2 separate regions of the Mus musculus genome follow, and region 2 is linked to region 1. The links are chromatin contacts, called in public Micro-C maps. All regions are on one chromosome and are shown on one strand. The core of a region is the stretch at or near the end of the contact, and the rest is flanking DNA. Distances in the headings are between cores, read along the strand shown.

Evidence for each region. Hi-C and Micro-C count contacts between places; a contact is called where the count stands out from the background.
Region 2: a Micro-C map of muscle stem cells shows a contact between it and region 1, with 7 times the contacts expected there. The contact joins two enhancer-like sites. A contact is called at or near these places in 2 of 484 Hi-C or Micro-C datasets (muscle stem cells and myocytes).

Annotation. Positions count from the first base shown.
Region 1 is chr5:102,271,190-102,278,605 of GRCm38.p6, reverse strand. It overlaps a transcript of Arhgap24 not described here. Among named protein-coding and RNA genes, the nearest start is that of Gm46947, 100 kb to the right of the region's middle. Within about 2 kb of position 2,830, at least 2 of the 459 cell types and tissues checked have an H3K27ac peak or open chromatin away from gene starts, as enhancers often do. A contact at or near this core is called in muscle stem cells and myocytes, where this site is marked.
Region 2 is chr5:102,574,977-102,582,710 of GRCm38.p6, reverse strand. The region is part of intron 2 of Arhgap24 (Rho GTPase activating protein 24); the gene reads right to left. Among named protein-coding and RNA genes, the nearest start is that of Gm30396, 53 kb to the left of the region's middle. Within about 2 kb of position 5,775, at least 43 of the 459 cell types and tissues checked have an H3K27ac peak or open chromatin away from gene starts, as enhancers often do. A contact at or near this core is called in muscle stem cells and myocytes, where this site is marked.

The sequences.
Region 1 (7,416 bases), core at 1,581-4,080:
AAAATCGGTTTCTAAATCGGCTTCTAGGTCCAACTAGGACTGAGTTTGTTGACAATCTTAGTTTTTAATGATTTTGATGTAAAGATCCCTGCAGGCCGTTTCTGCTAATAGAGCTGGTGAGTCGTGTTAGTGCTGTTGACAGTTACATTCCAGCTGAGACATTGCCTCTGCTCCCAGGCTCCCTTTCATCTCAGCCTAATGCAAACGCAGCCAAAGGTTTTTAATACACTGATTTTTCTTGCTGGTGAAACTTAATTATTTCACTCAACCAGGTTGGAAAACAGAGATAATTAATGATGGCATATGAATTGTCGCAAGATTGAAAAGACCATCAATGAAAATTCCAAAACCTCTTGAGGGAACTTGTATCAGCAGAGACTATCCTGTTAGGAAGGATGCTGGGTGCTCAGAGTTGCTCATAAAGAACAGGTCAGCTATGGTGGCTCAAAGTATGATCTCATCGAAACACGGCAATAAAAAATAATGGAAACAAGATGCACACCATTGTAACGGTTTCAGACACCGCACTGGATACACTGGATACAATTCTGTCTTCTTTCCTCTTCACTCTTAGAGGAGGAGAACTTCCCTGGCGATACACTCAAGGATGAATATTGTTCAAATCAACATTTTCACAATCAACTAAGCATATGTGCCTGGAAAGCAGATAGTTTTCACCAATATATGTATAAGAAACAAATTACAAATTTGTATCACATCAGAAATAGATTATCTTTAAATAAGAATGGACTCATGGTTGTACTATGATTTATGATTCAACTTAACATTACATACACTCTTAAATACCAAAATATTGGAAATATCCTGGCAAATGTTTACATATTAGAATTCTTGTTTGAATATTAGAATTTTATATGACTAATGTGTCTTCTTGTGTAATTGAAACCTTCATTTACTCAGTTGAGATAATAATGCTTTTTGGTTCACACTTCTTTGCAAAAAGACAATGTAAGATAATATAGCACTTCTTTTATTTAAAAATAGTCATAATTGCTAATTTCAAATGTCCACCCTTTATTTAACCTTTTTCTTAGCTACTGTCAACCAATAGAAAAATTTCCCAGGGATCTTGTAGACATTGAGTTGATAGAGCAATTCTCAACTTCATATGAAAAAAAAAAAAAAAAGACTCAGGATCACTAAAACAATCCTGGACAATAAAAGAACTTCTGAAGGTATCACCATCCCTGATTTCCAACTGTACTACAGAGCAATGAAAATTGAAGGCACATGGTACTGGCATTGAATAAACATATTGAGCAGTGGAATAGAATTGAAGACCCAGAAATAAACTCATACACCTAAGGACACTTGATTTTTGACAAAGAAGCCAAAATCATATAGTGGAAAAAAGAAAATACCTTCAACAAACAGTGTTAGTCTAATTGGATGTTTGCATATAGAAGAATGAAAATAGATTCATATTTACCACCCTTCACAAAACTCAAGTCCAAAGACCTCAACATAAAACTGGATGCACTAATTCTAATAGAAGAGAAAGTGGGGAAATGCCTTGAACATATTGGCACAGGGGAAAACTTCCAGAACAGAACACCAAAAGCTCAGGCACTAAGATCAACAATTAATAAACAGGACCTCATGAAACTGTAAAGCTTCTGCAAAGCTAAGGACACCCTCAACAGAACAGAACAGTAACCTACAGAATGGGGAAAGATCTTCACCAACCCTACATCTGACAGAGGGCTAATAGCCACAAGAAATTATGTACCAACAAACCAATGACACAATTTTAAAAAATGGGGAACAGAGCTAAACAGAGAAGTCTCAACAGAGGAATCTCTGGTGGCCAAGAAGCACTTAAAGAAATGTTCAACAAACTTTGTCATCAGGAAAATGCAAATCAAAATGATTCTGAGATTCTATCTTATACCTGTCAGATATCAAAGATCAAAAACTCAGGTGACAGCATATTCTGACAAAGATGTAGAGCAAGGGGAACACTCCTCCATTACTGGTGGGAGTGCAAACTTGTACAACCACTTTGGAAATAAAATTTGTGGTTTCTCTGAAAATTGGGAATAGTTTTACCTCAAGACCCAGCTATACCACTCCTGGGCATATATATTGAAAAGATGTTCTATCATACCACAAGGATACTTGCTCAACTATATTCATATCAGCTTTATTCATAATATCCAGAAAGTGGGCTGGAGAGATGGCTCAGTGGTTAAGAGCACTGACTGTTCTTCCAGAGGTCCTGAGTTCAATTCCCAGCAACTACCTGGTGGCTTACAACCATTTGCAATGGTGTCTGATGCCCTCTTCTGGTGTCTGAAGGCAGCTACAATGTACTCATATAAATAAAATAAACAAATCTTAAAACAATAAACAAAATAAACAAAAACCAGAAAGATCTCAAATTACCTAATGATATATCTCAGGGTCCTAGAAAAATAAGAACAATCCAAACCCCAAACTAAGAAACAGATCAGGGTAGAAGTTAATGACATGAAGACTCAAAGATCTGGCTGGAGTTGCCTCTCTGATAAAGTAAATACAATTTTCAAAGCCTTAGTAACACTGACCAAAAGTACTGCCACCTAGCTACTCACTTTAAAGAAAAAAAAAAGAAGAAGAAGAAAAGAAATAAAATAAAACTGTAACTCTCAGGCTAATAATCTTAAATTTCTAGTGGACTCTTGCCCGACACATTGGTTCGCCATCTGTTGTGGGAAATATTAAAAAACGGCCCAGCATGTTCTTGTTTTTGTGCTGGCAACTCTCTGCCACAGCTGCCTGGCTGGCCATGCACTGGTGGGCAATGGCCAACCTATTTTTATCTCATAGAGACTGACTCAGAACTCCACAATCTCTCCACCCAGCTCACTGGGTTCCCACAGGTGGGTCATTACCAAGCCAACCCTGTGCTTCAAATCCCCCATGGCCTTTGTGGTGCACATCAGTCAAACCCATGTTTTGCTGCCATACCTTTCTCTCTTGAACCCAGACGAGCCTCCTTATGAAGGAAAACACCACACAAACTTAGCTCAGAAACAATGGTAACTCAATCACCTGCAGCAGCTAAAATCCTAACCTTGTAAGCCTTATTAAATCTACATCCTCTGGTGGTGAATCCTGACAGCTCCACCATTAAAACCAGGAGACACTCATTGCTACATCTTGTCCTCACGCTATCCCCATCCAAAAAGGGCCTAACTCTCTCCTGCTTCCTCTCTTCCTCCATCCAACCCAGAAGTCCCGCCTACTTGCCCAGTGATTGGCTCATTTATTCATTAGTGGCCACCTGAACATGTGACTCGTTCCTAATTCCAGACAACCCCTCCCAAAGAGTGGAATTAACATAAAAATAAAAGCAGCATAGAGCCATCCACAACAAATGTACACAAACAAGAGGGGAGAAAAGCAGCTCACTATATTTCCCAGTGAAATACAAAGAATTATTATGAAGCACTTTGAAAACTTGCATTCAAAAACTTAGAAAATCTAGAAAACATGCATGGATTGTTAAAGAAATATGACCTACCAAGATTAAATCCAGGAAACAGAAACAACTTAAGCAAACCTGTAGCAATCAATGAGATGGAAACTATAATAAAAAAGAAAAAAGAAAGAAAGCAGACAAAATCATTCAGGACCAAAGGGCTTTGCTGCTGTGGTCTAGCAAACGTTTAAAGAAACATTGACACCAATGCCCTCAAACTCTTCCTTAACACAGAAAGGGAAGGAATACTACAAAACTCTTTCTATATAAACTCATTCTACAAAGCCAGCTTCCAATACCAAAGCTGAATAAAGACCAAACAGAGAAACTGTAGACCAATTCCCCAGTGAAGATAAATGCAAAACATCTCAATAAAACTCTTGCAAATTAAAGTCAAGAATACATGAAGAAGGCCATACATCATGACCAAATTAATTTCATCTGGGACTGTGATTGCTGGTCGTACACAAATCAATACCAATCAGAACACAACTGGACCTAAGGTTAGAAATGGGTTGCTTCAGTTTACTCAGGAACACTTCAGCAAAACTTCAACATCCACTGATGATATATCCCTGAACAGAAGGAATACACCTCCATATAATAAAGGCTAAATATGACGAAACTATAGCCTGCTTGATACTGTATGGGGCAAAACTCAGAGCTTTCCCTCCAAAGTTCGGAATAACACTATGTCACCTGCTCTCCTCCCTTATAAAGTTATGACAATAAGACAGGAAAAAGCAAACAAGAGAGATATAAACTGGAGAGGAAGCAACCACGTTGTTTCTATTTGTGTATGAAATCATCCCGTACTTAAAAAGCACTAAAGTCTCAAACAGAAAACTTCTGATTTGATATGATAAACACTTTTAGAAAAGTAGGAGCAGAGAACCAACACACAGGCACCATCAGCTTCCCTACATTCCAACAATGAAGTTGCTCAAAATGCATAAGGGCAAAAACACCACACACAATAGCTTCCAAAAATAAAGTACTGAGAGATAAATCTAAGCAAGGAGGAGAAAGACTTTTACAAAGAAATCTTATGATGCTGGGGAAATACATTGAAGAAGACACTAGAAAATGTAGTGCCCTCCCCATGCTCACAACAAGCATGGTAATATTGTGAAAATGGCTGCATTACTCAAAACTATCTACAAGGTCAGTGCAAACCCCATCGAAATTCCAATGAAATGTCTCACAGAACTAGAGGAAAACAACCCAAATTTCATAAAGAAGCACCAAGGGTCTCAAATAGTTACGTAGCATAGAGAGCAGAGCTGAGGGTGTCAACACCCAGTCACACTGCCTTACAGAAGGCCACGGAGATGCTGGGTAAAGGCGCTTGCTGCCACACCTGATAACCTTAGTTCAATCCCCAGAACCTACACATTGGGAAAAAAGAATCAACTCTTTCAAGTTTTCCATTGGCCACTACATGTGTGCTAGGTAAGCAAACACACACACACACACACACACACACACACACACACACACACACACACAAATTTTTATTTTAAAAAAATTATATTACAGAACAATGGGGGGACTGCATGCACTAAAGCAGATACGTAGAAAAATAGAATGGAGTGGAATAGAATGGAATGGAATGGGATGGGATGGGATGGGATGGGATGGGATGGGATGGAATGGAATGGAATAGAATAGAATAGAATAGAATAGAATAGAATAGAATAGAATAGAATAGAATAGAATAGAATACCCAGAATATAAATTAGAACACTTACAACCAAGCTTTAAGCTGTCAGTAATATTCTGCGGTGAAAAGCCTCTTTAGGCAATGGTCCTGGGAAAACTGGATTTGCACATTTAGAAGACAGAAACTAGACCCATGTGTCTCAGCTTGCACACGGGTAACAGATTCAGCCTAGATGTCCATCAGATGCTCCGTGGATAGTAAAAGCATGGGTCCATGGAACTTTCTTATTCCATTAAGAAAAGTGGAATTGGAGGGGCGAAGGGTATGGGGGACTTTCAGGATAACATTTGAAATGTAAATGAAGAAAATACCTAATCAAAAATTGGAAAAAAGAAAAGTGGAATTATGAAAATTGCAGGGAAATAATGGAACTGGAAAATATTGAACTGAGTGAGGCAACCCAGGCCCTGAAAGACAGATGCTGCTTGTTGTCCCTTATATGTAGATCCTATGTATGAACCCTTAGAGTAGTGTGCTTAACTTGAGATGCCCATAGAGGCCAGGATGGAAGGGAACCATTAGGGGGAGAGAGCAAACAGAAGCCTCATGAGAGGGGAGGATTGTAAACATGTGTGGCATCTGAGGGAGAATTCAGGAGGGGAAGGATAGAAAGGAAGGGGGACTGGTAAGTATAGTAGATTGGACGAGATGGCCACTGTAGTCTCAGGCATCTGAACATTTGAGTCACAGTTGCTGGCTCTTAGGACGAGCTTGGAAGGTAGCCTTGCTGGAAGAAATATGTCACTGGGGTTGGGCTTTGATATTTCAAAAGCCATACTCGTACCTGTTGTGTCTCTCTGTTTCCTGTTTGTGGTTCAAGACGTAAGATCACAGCTGCTGCTCCAGCTGCCTGCTGCCTTCCACCTCTGCTCAGCCCTCAAGCAGAAGAGTTCATCTGGCACTGTGAGCCCCAAACAGTCTCCATCTAAAAGTTACCTTGGCCATGATCTTTTATCACAGCAACAAGAAAGTAACTAGAAATAAGTAATCAAAATAAGGGTGTGTGGAAAAGCCATGTGGAAACCCGGTGCTTTGTAAGCTTTTTTTAAATGAGATAAAACAAGGGCTTGAATGGAGCCATCCTGCATGGGAGAGTAAAGTTCCTCCTAGAAACCAGGGATTAGTAAACAAAAATCCCAAGAGCAGGCATGGGGTGAGTTCTTGGTCAGTGGTGGGGTGTTTACTGGCAGGGACAGAGGCCTTAAAAATAATACATTGCTACATACTTTAGTTGCAGAACACAGAGAAACCAAGTGGAACTAAATTTGAAACTTTCTCCCTGCAGGCTACATTCACAGGGACAGAGGGTACTGTGAGAGACTGCTCAGAGGGAAAGGCTGTCCAAACTCCTACCCAACTTGGAATTCTTATGCTACAAGAATAACCTGCAGTGTGATTAAATATAAAGCCATCTCCACAGGAGAGAATTCCTACCCACTACTGTAGACCTGCTCAGAGGTCATAGGCTCTAGCAGGAAACCTGCTACTGTTGTTTTGCTAAGAAGGCATGTTCTCAATACATCAGTGCTGTTCCGGGTCTTCTTCAGGAAAGCTTCCTGTTGTAGAACACAATACATAACATGGAGTCCCGTCTTGTGAGTGCTTCAGCTGTTGAGCAGGGGTGAGGGTGGATTATTTGGGCCTAAGTGGGAGATCTGCATAACCCTCTCCAGGTCTCAGAGAGCATGGCAGGATACAGAGTGAAAGGAAGGTAAGCAGAAGATGGAGATACATGCAACACAGAGAGACATGTGCAACACAGAGGTGACATGCACAGCACATCCTGACCATGATAAGGCTACTGCTCTCTTGTGCTCACTGTAGCTATGGCTGTCCTCACGAGGCCTGTATAACTGGACCCGCCAAGACTTCATCATAAATAGGGGAGGAGCACATGAGGCCCACACCTCCCTGAGGTACAATTGGGAGTTAATAGTCACTGAGTCAAAGGGCATCACTTTTTTCTGTGGTGTAGCCACAGATAAGTTGTCAGTGTTCCACTGAATAATCATCCATACAATCTCATGCAATGAACCCTAGTTAAAAATAGGAAATACACACACAAATACATATATACACACATACATGCACACACATATATACACACAAAAATATACAGACACACAGTATACATACAATACACCCATGTACATATACATGCATATACATATACAAACATACACACACACACATATATATATATACATAC
Region 2 (7,734 bases), core at 4,526-7,025, 300 kb before region 1:
GAGCCACTCTTTTCCTTCTATAGATAATCACTAGGGAGGAGTAAGGAGGTACAGCTGTCCTTCATTACTGTCCAGTCACTACTGTCCCCTCAGGATGAGGCAAACGTCACCTACATGTATTAACATGCACACTAGTCCCGACTGTTTTTTTTTAAATATATTTTGGATCATATTTCTACTTTTTAGAAGCTGCACTGAGAGATGTAAGTTTCTGTAGTTCAAAACACTCTTGTACACCAACAGTCGCCCATCTCCAAATATTTACCAGCAGTACCTATGAAGATAATTATAACCTGATTTATATTAGGTTAAACAAACTACTGGTGCTTTTAGGATAAAGTCCTACCAAACCCAATTTTTGCTTATTACCAACATCCTAATAAAAATCTATGTTTTGCTCATTACTATGAAATTAGGTCCAGATCCTAAAATAGATTATTTTTTTCCACTTCTAATTTCCCTTAGTATTGAACTTAGCCTGTGCCATGACTATGACTTTTAGGCAAATAAACTGATACTTCCTTTTCTATTTCTCTTACACCCATAATAGCTACATTAGTAGTCCAGACAAACGAAGTCTGAATTTCATGCTTTTAACCATTGCACAGCCAAACTCTGCAAGAGAAAACCAGTACTGCCAAGACTGAAGCATCATTATACAGCTGCCCAAACAAGAACACGGGGGCTGGTGAGATGGCTCAGCAGGTAAGAGCACCCGACTGCTCTTCCAAAGGTCCAGAGTTCAAATCCCAGCAACCACATGGTGGCTCACAACCATCCGTAACGAGATCTAGCGCCCTCTTCTGGAGTGTCTGAAGACAGCTACAGTGTACTTACATAGAATAAATAAATAAATCTTAAAAAAAAAAAAGAACACGGCCTCCAACAGGGACAGGGGCTCCCAAACAAAGGTAGGGCTCCCTAAACAGGAACAGAACCCCAAACAGGGACAAGGGGCCCCAAACAGAAACAGATAAAGGGCAGACTCTTCGTTCATGAAAATGGAAAGCTGGAAACTCGAAGTTACCAAAAACCTTTAAATCTAGAAACACCTGTTCACTCTAGAAGTCTCAGCCCTGAGGGAGCCGTACCCACAAGCTCCCTAAGAAGCCGGCACCAGCTTCAGCGAACGACCTCTGACATCCTTCCAAGTCTGCTTCCCTCGGCTCACAGCTTCTGCCTCTGGTCTATCACTGGTGACAGTGAGCCAAATGTACTAAAATGTATCACTTCAGCTGAAGAGCCCATCAAACTGCCTAAATTATGCATGTGAATGAATGTCGTTTTCTACGTCGCCTCTTCAGTATGATTCACCGCACCAGTGCCCAACGCCTTGCTACACCTGACTCCTGGTAAGTTAACCAGGGTTGGTCTGTGCCTACATTCTGATCGCTCAGATAAACAACGTTCATTAAATCTTCTGTGTCTTGTTCATAGCTGTGCGGTTGTTACAAGGCGCACTATTGTAAAGATGCAAGCAGACACCATTTAGACTGCAAGTACCATCTTGCTAGGTGGTGAAGATATCTTGCTTAGGTTATATCAGAGGCAAGTCTGTGTGGTCCTCTCCATATGGGAAAAGTCACATTTTCCACTGAAATAATAGGACCAGCAAGGAGTGTTCAAAAACAGAATAACTCACGTCAGAAAAGAAGGGATAACATTCCCAGGATAAAGTCAGGGTATTTTAAAGGAAAAGAGGGCTCCCTTAGATCTGCAGTTCTCAGTCTGTGCGTGGTGATCCCCGTGGGGTTGAACAACCTTAAGATCACTGAAAAGCACACATATTTATATTATGGTTCACAACAGTAGCAAAATTACAGTTATGTAGAAGCACCTTGAATAATTTTATGGTCGGGAGTCACAACACTAGGAACTGCAGCACCTGGAAGATTGAGACCCACTGCTCTGATGATCAGAGTATTTGCAAGAGTGACAGACTCAGTCCAAAATAAACAGAGACTGCTGTGGAGAGCAGTGGGGTAAACAGAAAACAGACTGGGCATGACAATGTAGAGAGGCGTGCCAGCCAGCACAGTAGGGAAGTGAGCCCATTCCCTGGTGGTGGCCTCCACGTGCTTCTTTATGTATTTCATATATATATATATATATAAAATATGTATACCTTTATACAATATATAATATTATAATAAAATGTATTACATTTCATATGCTATGATTAATATATAATATAAAATACTAGATATCTTATATAATTTCATAATTATATATATTGTATTTATTATTATAGTATTAGTTGTAATTACATGGTCATTATTAATATTATATAATATTCAGATTATATATCATATATTGTATAATAATGATTATATAGAATATAAAGAATATATATCTATATGTATTGCAACATATATGTATATATAAGATCTGTTTCATCATCACACTAATTCTTTACCATAGGTAATATTTTTATTCTTCTTTAGGAACAGGGAAGCTGAGCAACAGAAAGGTTGAATGTTAAGTTGAAGGTCACATGTAGCATATCCAGGGTTTAAACCCAGATGGACCAACTACGGAGTCCACCAAACCCGGATGGACCAGATATGGGACCTACCTCTCAGCACAAGTAGATTTACATTTGAAGGCATGTACTGAACAACATCTAACAGAAAGGACTGAAGGAAGCTTAGAATTAGAGGTGACCCTACTGTCTACACGTTTAATGCAAACAATAAGCACAGGCGTCCGATGGGACTGTGTGTGATCTTACTATGGCGCACACTATCCCTAACTCTGACACTCAATCACTCTCCAGTGGTCTTCAAACATGTCCTATCTGTGTCCTATGAGTGCCACGTGTCTCAGCAGTTCCCGTCCTTCCCCTTCCGCATCTCCCTCTCTCCTCTCCTTTTCCTGTGTGCTTTTCCTTCCTCAACCCTGTGAGTATTTCCAAGCACCTCCAGAAAAAGATAGGTTTGTTCATTTCCCAAAGGAATATAATCTGTGTTCATAAGGAAGAGTCTGAAACAGTCTTCGACTTGGTGAGAAATCCTCCTCTTAGCCCTGCATGCCCAGTCCCTGTTACACTGTGTGGCTTCTTTTCCGTGCAGGCAGGGAATGCCCCTGCAGTGAGCAGGCATTAGAGCCTTTGGCTGGCCTGCAGACAGCAGTGTCCCCGTGCACTTTCATGTGACATCTTACTGAAGGCCACCAACACCTGAGGACAAAGAACTGGACCCCAAGAAACTTGGCATGATGTATGGCACCTGGGTCAACAAGGACATGCAAAAATAAGCAATAACAGCTTTAAGATTTCAGTGTCCTTTTTTGTGGTTTACAATTCATCCCAAGATGGCTGTTACACAGGTTAGTATTGACATATCCACAGAGAGATATCTAGAAGACAAGAGCACTGGCTGAGTTTATTAGTGATATTGGAGAGATATACAGAAATGATCAGTGTGTGACATTTTGTGAGCTGGCACCAGTAAACTACTTGACCATGTCCTTTTTGTTGTGTTTGTTTGTTTGTTTGTTTGTTTGTTTTTCGAGACAGGGTTTCTCTGTATAGCTCTGACTGTCCTGGAACTCACTTTGTAGACCAGGCTGGCCTCGAACTCAGAAATCCGCCTGCCTCTGCCTCCTGAGTGCTGGGATTAAAGGCATGTGCCACCATGCCCGGTTCTTGATCATGTCTTTTGTTTTTACTAAATTACAATTTCATGTAGAATCACCTGAGCAAAGGGACATGAAGGGGCTTGGGTGTGGAAACACCACACACTACAGGGAATGTTTACACCCAGGAGGAGAATGCCCTACAATAGACAAAAGGAATATCAGTCCTTTTTTCACAAAGGCAAACTTTCCACAAAACTATAGGCACCCCTCCACCGGTGCAAAGCCCCTTGGTGTGCTTCTAACAGTGGTGACGGAAGCAGCATGGTGACTAGGCTGCCTCTCAGTCTTCAGGTGCTTCCTGTCGTGTGTCGGAGAATGTCTGGCAATTAATAAGCCAGCCTTTGTCTGCCCCGTGCCCTCCTGTACATCAGTCTGTCTTTCCCCCACTCCTCTCCCTCCTCTCTGGCATTACATGCTCACACACATAGCACAGCCTTGTTCTGCCTCCATGAGAGTAACTTGTTTACTCACTGGGCTGTACTTGAGGCTAGTGACAAAGACTGCACAGTATCTTGTTCTCCGGGTTAGTTTGCCGAACGACGAATGAGTGGATCACTAAATATAAAGACTCAGACTTGCTCAAGTTTCCAAGCTCATTGGTGATAGATTCCAGACTCAAGCTTGGAAAATTTCATCTTACTCTCCTTCTCGTAGACCTTAACAGAGATGGCCAGAGATATCCTAACAGCCTCTGTGAGGCCATATGGCCAGAGAGTGTGAACTGTTTCCTAAGATGCTCGCCCACAGCTAATACTTGAGGAATGCTCTTGCACCTGCCCTTAGTACCTGAGCTCGCATTCAACCTCCTGGAAGTTTTGATTTTTCCATGTGTCTGAAAGTACTGCAGCAAGAGGAGGGAGTTCCCAAGGAGACTTAGGAAAGGCCAGCTGCTGTAAATAACAAAGATGAATGCTTGACGGATTCCACAGAGATCCCAGGTCCGTAAACACTCGGATTCATTCTCCTCTTCCAGCTCTCTCTACCCCTCTGACCTTTGTGAAATAATGTGTATTTTTCCTGTTGTGCTGAACTTGGTGAGTGGCTCTTGTAGAAATTTAGAAAAACACAGAAAATCCCAGAGAAGGGAACTGAAATGCCCCAAATGTAATCTCATTACTCAGATAAACACAGCTGTCAGCTCGGCTGACTATGCTGTTCTCCACCACACAGTATATATATGTGTGTGTGTGTGTGTGTGTGTGTGTGTGTGTGTGTGTGTGTGTGTGTGTTAGATGGGATTTTAGTGTGTGTGCTGTAATCCTCGGCTTTAAAAACAAGAAGTGTTCTCAAACACTATCCTTGTGGTGTTGTATGTGATGGAAACAGAGGCAGTTGGTGAAGAAAAGGCACTCGTAGAGTGGGAACTAGCTCTGGAGGTGGGAAGACAGAACCTGGGGCCTCCTGAGACATTCTTACTTAAACACTGTATTAGATAAGGGCAATGCACTGCCTGACTTATGCCAAGTGGTAGAATTAAAGTATACATTTTCACGAGGAAATCACTTATCATGTCAATCACTTTATTTTGACAAAATAATATGTGTTTATTACAGAGCACATGAAAAAAGTGAAACATAAAAAGGAATGAATCAAAATCAACTATCGTCTGATGAAGTAATCTCTTAACACTTTGGGATATATTTTCAGCCTCACTTCTTCACACATAGACATACATCCAATATCTAAATATAATTAAAATCGAGTGTCAGGGAATATACGCAGCTTTTTTTTTAACTAAAAATACATTTCTTATTAGCTATTCATATACAAGAACATTTCCGTGGTTTCTTAGTGTTCCAATATACAAATAGAACTTGACTCATGAGTCCTCTATTTCTGGCTATGATGGCTACCATCAGCCATGTCAAGTTTATTTATCATAAAAGAATCTTTCACATATTTACTGACCACGGGTAATTCTTTAATGAGTTGTCTCATATACATATCTTTTCCAACATCATAAACATGGGTTTTTTCTTCCTCAGTGCTTGTCTGCTAAGGATGAATATGACAGGGAAGATATAGAGCAGGCTGGGGAGCTGCCTCCCACCTCAGCCAGCTGTGAGGAGTCACTGTTTGCACCCCATTCCTAAGCATCTCATTCAGACCTAATGAGTCATCTGTGTTGGTTACTGGAAAACAGGAAACCCCAAGTTCCAATCCAGTCATGACATCATCAGCTGTTGGAGTCTAGAGCAGTGTCTTGTTCTACGGGTCACAATAGTCATGAGAGTTACTGACTCACAGCGGTCAACACGAGCAAGCATCCTTGTGTGCCCAATGTACTCTGCTGTTGACCTCATGCAAACTCAACATCAATGATGGAAACCTTGTCTGAATACTTCATAGACTCAGGGAGCCTACTCCATCTTTCTCCAGTGTTCTAGTCATCTGGCCTTGAAAAGCGAAATAACTGGCTTTTCTATGATATTCTACCTCCAAGAATACAGGATGCTGAGCCAGCAGGTTCCCACGCCTCTCTCTTTCAGTCCTGAAATGAACCCATCCCTGTGTAGTGTGACCTCTTTTCTTTGCTTGGACACAGATTCAGGCGTCTTCATTGCATCTAAGCTAGCACCTATGTGGTTTAGCCTAGCACCACTACTTGATACCTGTATAACCTTCCCAAATCATCTCACAACTACACTGGAGGCCCTTCTTCTTTCTCAAACAGTGAAAAAATTTCAAACTGTCAAACTGATATCTGTGTCATGACAGCTTCCTATCGATATCAAAATAATGAGCAACTTTATTTTACATGGGGTATCTGTACAAGTTTTTCCAAAACTAGCTCACACTGCTCTGTCCCTGCCCCCGTGATCCCAGTCTGCTTTTACTAACACCTTGCATCTGAGATGTTCTACACTGTCTCTTCTTTGTGAACAGTTCAATGCCAACAGCTTCCTGCCCCTGCCATGTCTCCTCAGATTTACAGCATTTGCTAACATCTCTATACAAATACCATCTCCTCAGTGAACACAGCCTATCTTCCGATTTAAGTCACATCTGTGTCTCAGGAGTTCTTCTCTTGAACAAGGCCCTCTGAGTCAACCGAGCAAGGCTTATATGAACTTACAGAGGCTGAAGTGTCAAGTACAGGGTCTACTCAACTCGCCACCAGGTCTTCTGTGTACACATTAAAGATTTCAGCTTAGTATTTTTATGAGACTCCTGAATGTGTGAACGAGTGGGTCTCTGATTCTTGTGCTTGCTCTTAAGGCTCTTTTCCTTCTGTTGAGTTGTCTTGTCCAGCCTCAATGTGGTGGCTTTTTTTTTTTTAAATCTTACTATATTTTATTTTGTCCTGTTTTCCTGTTCTCTCTTAGAAGCCTGCTCTTTTCTAATAAGAAAGAAAAAGGGAGTGGATCCAGAGTGGAGGTGAGGTGGGGAGGAACTGGGAGGAGTAGAGGGAAACTGTAAGCAGGATAAATCGTATGAGAACAAAATCAATTTTCAATAAAAGGAAGGACTAAAAAGGAGCCCTCTTAGCCTCAGAACGCACTCTCCCTAGTAGTACTTGGCATTCTGTGTGTCTGTCTCAAGTGCTTCTGTCTGTCTCAGATGCTGAACTCTCAGCGCTATTAGCACTTGCACAGCAATGAGCTGCTAATCTCACAAATGTCAGCACCACCAGATGGATACGAAGATTAAAGAAAGAGTGACTGAGTGAGCAGACCATCTCTACCCTTTGCCTACACTGAGTTTTCCAGCATCTGTGGCTTACCATCATCTGAAAATGAGATCAGCAACATTCTGATGATCTTACATTTTTCCCCACTACTTTCTTTTTTCTTCTTCAGAAACATAATATTGTTAACAAGAGATATTTGTTCCTTAAATGATCTTTATAAGGATGCCCTGAAGAAACACAACAAAAGACATGTCTAAATTGATATCAAAGGAGGTTAATATATGGGAGAGCTATTAAATCCCATGTAAGCTCCAACAATCAGCAGCAGATAGGTGTCCCAAGGGGAACGGTCCCCACACAGAGAGATGCAGCAGATAGGTGTCCCGAGGGGAATGGTCCCCACACAGAGAGATGCAGCAGAGAGGTGTCCCAAGGGGAACGGTCCCCACACAGAGAGATGCAGC